Regions from separate parts of the Mus musculus genome. Here region 1 is linked to region 2. A link is a contact called in public HiChIP or PLAC-seq data. All regions are on one chromosome and are shown on one strand. The core of a region is the stretch at or near the end of the contact, and the rest is flanking DNA. Distances in the headings are between cores, read along the strand shown. Region 1 overlaps Armc9 (armadillo repeat containing 9). Region 2 holds the start of Armc9 (armadillo repeat containing 9).

Region 1 (2,867 bases), core at 202-2,701, 34 kb before region 2:
TGCTGCTATATGAATTCATGTAATGTCCATAAGGAAGAAGATTTGGAGGGAAGTATGTGGCTCCACAGCAATCCTCCATGCGACATTTTTGGCACAGTCCTTTAGCAATCCCTCTTCAGTGGTGATCTGGTCAGCTAGCAGCTCCTCCTTCCCTCTGAAGGCCTCTCCTTCCTCCTGTCTTTGTGTCTCCTGGCTCTGACCTGGCCCTTGCCCACGCTGCACATGGCAGTCTGTGTTAGGACAGGAGAAAGCTGTGTACCTGACAAGAGCAAATGTGATTGCTTTTCCAGGAAAATAAACACCTTGTGGTTCAGAATCGGCTTCTGCCTGAGGACAATGTGGTGTGCTTGACACATCCTGGTTTGCAGCATGGGCAAAAGCCAGGCCACAGCCAATAGACACCACAGACAGGAAGAAGGAAAGGCCTTCAGAGGGAGGGAAGAACTATTAACTGACCTGATCACCACAGAAGATGGGGCTGCTAAAGGACTACTTAAAATGTCACTTGGGGAAATTACTATGGAGCCATGAGGGTGCATGGGAACTGGAGAGAAACAAAGGCAAAGCAATCCTTTTCTGATTATCTGATTATTAAAGTTTTCTCCTCTAAGGGAAGCCCTTTCTCAGCAAGAAGCCCAGGGAGTGAATGGACTGCATCCCAGCTGGGTGGCCAAGCAGGGTGAGTGTGGTAACATGAGCAGACCAGGGTGGGCAGTCCTGGTTGATCACTCTCCCTGCCCACCCACCTGGTCAACAGGCCCTTACAAACCAAAGCAGAGACCGCAGGGTTCCCTTGGGTCCCCAGTATCCCTCGTAGTTCCCAATGAGGCCAGGTTAGGATGCTAAGCACCGCTGAGGACTATTTCTACTCAAGGGTAGTGAGGCTACTTGAAGAATTCTGGCCCCAGGGTTCTCTGAACTATGGGGATCCACCAAGGAGCCTGACAGTACTCTGGGGTGAGTTTGAAAGGATTGTTTGGTGAAAGATTCTCAAAGTGTAGTTCAGAGAACTCTGGGCATATAACTTGAAAATGCAGAGGGGTCTGGAATGCTTGAAAACTGACCCAGGCTGCAACCGGTCAACCCAGACTGAGGAGGCATGGGAACCCAGATGAGACTTGTGTTTGTCCTGAGGCCTACCCAGTGTGGCTACTGATCAGTATCTGTTCCCAGGGCTCTCTGGAGTCGTGATTGGCTGGGCCTGCCTACATACTCTAACTAAAATGCAGGCCCCAAGTTGAATACAGCATGTGACCAGGCAGGGGTGGCTGCCACATCACACATGAAGGTGACAGGTGACGTCAGTTGACAACAATATAGAATGTGTCACAGTAAGACTAAGGCCTGTTTCAGGAGCTGATTTTCTTGCTGGGGTTGGGGGAAGGGCCTTACGATGTAGCCTTGGCTGGTCTAGCTCCTGCTGTGTAGAGCAGGCTGGTCCTGAATTTACAGACCTCTAGCTCCCCCTGCCTTCTGTAAACTGGAGTAAAAGGCTGGTGCTCCCACACCTGGCTGGAGCCAGTGAGCAGCTTTTGACCTCAGGTCTTGGTGTTGGCAGGTAGCAGGAAGGGATTTTTAGTACAGGGGTTACGTGATTCCAGCCAAGTTACCAGGTCGCCAATCAAGAAAAGCAGTGTTGGCTTGGCCTCTCTGCTTTTTGTTTTTAACTTCAAGGGGAAGGTACCTACCCAGCGCAGAGCCTGCAACAAGAAGGCTTTCAAGCGGTCACTCCCCCAGATCAAATCCTTCTTCAGCTTCTCATAATCCAGGGAGGGCAGTAGCGGGACATCCTTCAGCTTCCTGCGAAGCACCCAGCACCGCAGCAAGTTCAAAGAGAAGAAAGGGGCAAAGGGCGGGCATGCCATTACATCTCCTGAGCATCAATCAGTCAGGACACCTGCTTAGACCAAAGGATCCTGAAGTGGCCCAACTGCCACCCAACTCAGCTCCCAGAATTCCAGTGTCAGCCAGATCAGCCCTGCCTGTAATGCTGGATGGATTTTATGTAGCTAAATTTAATTCTTCTTAGATTTCAGTGGTATGCAAATTTTCTGTAATAAGCATGAATTACTTACATAATAAGAAAAAAATTACATACTAGGTTTTGTTTTAGTTTCTGTGTTCAAACAGAGTCTCACTGTGTGGCCCAGGCTGACCCTCCCACCTCAGCCTCCCAAGTACAGTGATTATAGGCTGTGTCAGTCACGTAAGTCCAACTCCCTAAACCCATGCTGACTTTTTGAGTTTGCTAACTGCATAGGGCTTGTGTAAAATATTAACACTGGGAAGTCTCGTGGAGGGCTGGAGACATGGCTCAGCAGTTAAGGGTACTTGCTGCTCTTACAGAGGATAAAGGTTCCATTCCTAGCACTAATATGGTGGCTCACAACCATCTGTAACTCCAATTTCTGGGAACCCTGTCATAGGAATGCTAGTAGAATCACTCTAGGGTAAACCTCAGAAGGAAACAGTTGCTTTTCACTGTCTCCAGGGTAGACATCAGTGACTAGGGTAGACATCAGTGACAGTAGTTTTCTGGAAGTGCCTTGACCTTGAAGAAATCATTGTAGAAATCAGTGATTGTTTTCTGTTGTCTATGGACTTATTGTTCTGAAGGAGCTTTTCAGTCTTTGCATGACCTTGGTCAGGGGACACTCCTGGCACACCTGGAAGGTCTTCTATTGTTACGCACTGCAAACACTACACAATGGGACTAAAGTTGCAGAGGCCCGAGGTTTTCCTTCAGGAAAAACAGATTAGATTAGGGACTCTGGGATGAGGAACTTGTTTTACACCCCCCCCCAACAGCTTTTGTTTAACAATAAAAATATCTTTGCATGGCTGATCAAGGTTCCATTCCTGCTGCC
Region 2 (2,976 bases), core at 473-2,972:
TTATGTGGCTCTCCACCAGATATGCTGGCAATCGCAAGGGAAGGGTGTCATGCACACATGCCTGTGACCCCCACACATGGAGGTGTTTCTGGGAACCCACAGATGGAAGCAGACTCCTTAGGCCCATCTCTCTAGGCCCTTGGTAGCTCTCCACTCATCTGACTTGAACCACACTGCCAAGCGGAAACTCCCTGATGCCCACAATATACCTGCCCTCAGGGACCTGCATAACCACAGTCCTGTCTGATTTGATGCTCTTGCTGCAAACATCTACATCTTGTTAGGTCTCTGCTTAAAGGTACCCACCCAGAGAGACTTGGGAAAACACCTCTTCTGGCCCATTACTCTCCAGTCGTCTGTGCTGTGGATTCCCAGAGGAACTCCCCACTGGTTGACTTCAATGTCCTCTCACTGATGCTCCTGCATCAGAATCCCCTTCATAACTCAAGGCAAGCATTGTGTGTGGCGTTAAGCCCCAAGATGCCTGTTAGACAGCCTGGTTCAGACAGGCCTGGAGCTGGATGGAAAGGGATTCAGGGAATCCCAGGTCACCATCTCATTAGAAACAGAGTAATGGTTTGAAGAAAGGGGACGGTAGGAACCACACTGACTAAGGCAACGTGTCAGGGTACCAGGAATTCTGAGTTCATGGAGGCTATAAGGATGTACATAAGATGACAGCCAGTTAGTTAGCAGCACTCCTCCATGGCCTTAGCATCCATATCGGCTCACACAACCGGGATCCTGTCCTGCCTCACTTCCTTTGATGAACAAAGATGTGGAATCTTAAGCAAAATAAACCCTTTCTTCCCCTATGCTGTTCCTGGTCATACTACTTCATCACAGCAAGAGAAACCCTAACTAGCACAGTTTCCCATCTCATGGGCAAACTCACAGTCTCTCCAGAGCTAGGATTAAATCTATGCTGATATTTCAGGAGAATGTGCAGGAGTTGGGCCTCTCCTTCCGAAGTGTGGTTCCTGGCGTTCCAAGTCATCAGGCTTGGTCAGCAAGTGTATATCTCTTGTGAGTTCAAAGCAACCCTTGAACCCTCTGTGTTGGATGGATGTCCTGTCTCCTTAGCTCAGTTAACTTAGACCAAACAACCTCTGGGCTAAGGATCTACCTTGTGAAGAAAGAAGTAAACTGTTTGTAGTGTTTTGCATGCGGTGACGATGCCATCTCTCCATCAGCGAGAGATTCAGGCCTACAGCTGGCTGGATAAGGAGAAGATGAATTTGTCCTGCAAATAACATGCTTCCACTTAGATTCAGTGAAGTCTGAGAGTGTCCTGGGCGCTGGGAAGGAAGACTACTAATAAACTATGGGGGCGGGGGAGAAAGAGAGAGAGAAAGAGAGAGAGAGAGAGAGAGAGAGAGAGAGAGAGAGAGAGAGAGAGAGAGAGAGAGAGAGAGAGCGCTAAATGCCCCAGGCCACGAGATCCTGCTGCAGATGCTCAGCGAGAAGGCCCGGGGCCACTCCAAGTCCACCCCACCGCAGCGCAGCGGAGTCGGGGGCTCCTGGGGGGAAGCAATGGGATGCTCAAGCGGCCGCCTCGGGCCCTGGCCAGGAAGGAACCGGGTCCGACAAGGCGAGCCCTCCATGCAATGATCCCAGGGCTGTGTCAAGGGTGCAGTCGCAAGGAGGGCCGCGCTTACCTGCTGCAGGGCTCTGCGCTCACTCCTCCAGACCGCCAGCTCGCCGGCCGTCACCCGGGCAACCGCTACCGCTAGCCGAAGTCACGTGAGGCGACTCGGCCAATCTTGCTGGGCGAAGACGACGTGGAGCATCCTGGGAGGGAGAGTGGGAGGTACCATACGTGGTGAGTACCGGAAGTGAGGCCGTACAGGCGTGTGGCGTGCGGGTGACTTTAGTCTAGACTGCAGACGAACGATAACTCAGATCTGCCTATGTAAGATCCGAGCACCACACTTTCACCTACGACAGAGTCTTCCGGGAAGTATTAGAGACACTTTTGTCTTTCCCGTATGAATTTAGGTTTGTAAAACAAAACAGATTCGGAGGCCAGCGAGATGGCTTAGAGCTAAAGGCGCTTTCCTCCAAGCCGGACGAAGGGAGTTTGATTCCAGGGCCTATTTATTTAGTAAAGGAGCGTGCATTAAATACTACTCAGAATTCTGGCCAGCCCACTGCCCTGCGTGTATTCAGAGCTACTACTCTTTAATCTCTGGTCCAAAGTCAGTGCTTAAGGCCAGAGAAAACCCTTCCCTTCCCCTCGGAGTGCTGAGGCTTTGTGGTAGAAGTCTCTATAGTACCACTTTCCAGGCCTTCAAAACGTGGGAGCTGCGCGGGGCGTGGTGGCGCACACCTTTAATCCCAGCACTTGGGAGGCAGAGGCAGGCGGATTTCTGAGTTCAAGGCCAGCCTGGTCTACAGAGTGAGTTCCAGGACAGCCAGGGCTATACAGAAAAAAAGAGGTGGGAGCCTCCCAAGGCTGTCCAGAGGACTTGAGAAGGGAGGTGCCCTCGCCTTTGAAGAAGGAGGAGGAGGAAGAGGAAAAAGGAGGAGGAGGAGGAAGAAAGAAGAAGCAGCTGCTCTAGGATGGGCAGAGGCCCTGTCTCCTGAGCTCTCTGCTCTGTCAATGCTCTTTGAGTTAGGATGTCTTCTAACTAAGGCTATATTTAGGAAGAGAGTACTATGTCCTATGTCCTGTCCAGGTAATATAGCTTGAAAATAATTTCCCCTAGAAGTATTCTCAGTTAACTGTGTGCCAAGTGTTATCAGATGAAATATAGAACAGCCAATTTTATTTACATTTCGGATAATTTTTATTTGCTGAATACGCCATATTTGTGCCCAGCATCATTCTAAGTGAGTCACATAGGTGCTCTGATTGATTCCTGTGTCTCCAGGATGAATAACAGGCGGGCTCTGTGTTTTATAGGTGAACACTGTTGTGCTTTTCCAGAATTCTGTGCACCTGCAAAACTGCTGCAGTCAACACCCTTGTTTCCC

The links. HiChIP or PLAC-seq counts read pairs in DNA pulled down with a chosen protein or histone mark.
Region 1: an H3K27ac HiChIP or PLAC-seq map of embryonic stem cells shows a contact between it and region 2, with 8 read pairs. The contact joins the enhancer-like site here to the promoter of Armc9 in region 2. A contact is called at or near these places in 3 of 484 Hi-C or Micro-C datasets (B cells, centrocytes and group 2 innate lymphoid cells), 2 of 115 datasets of contacts at active chromatin or transcription factors (both in embryonic stem cells) and 2 of 9 other capture datasets (adipose tissue and pancreatic islet).

Annotation. Positions count from the first base shown.
Region 1 is chr1:86,187,810-86,190,676 of GRCm38.p6, reverse strand. It overlaps Armc9 (armadillo repeat containing 9), which reads right to left. Exons shown (of 25, transcript NM_030184.2): 11 at 1,689-1,800. Among named protein-coding and RNA genes, the nearest start is that of Armc9, 34 kb to the right of the region's middle. Within about 2 kb of position 1,451, at least 36 of the 459 cell types and tissues checked have an H3K27ac peak or open chromatin away from gene starts, as enhancers often do. A contact at or near this core is called in embryonic stem cells, where this site is marked.
Region 2 is chr1:86,153,526-86,156,501 of GRCm38.p6, reverse strand. Armc9 (armadillo repeat containing 9) reads right to left here and starts at 1,722. Exons shown (of 25, transcript NM_030184.2): 1 at 1,659-1,722.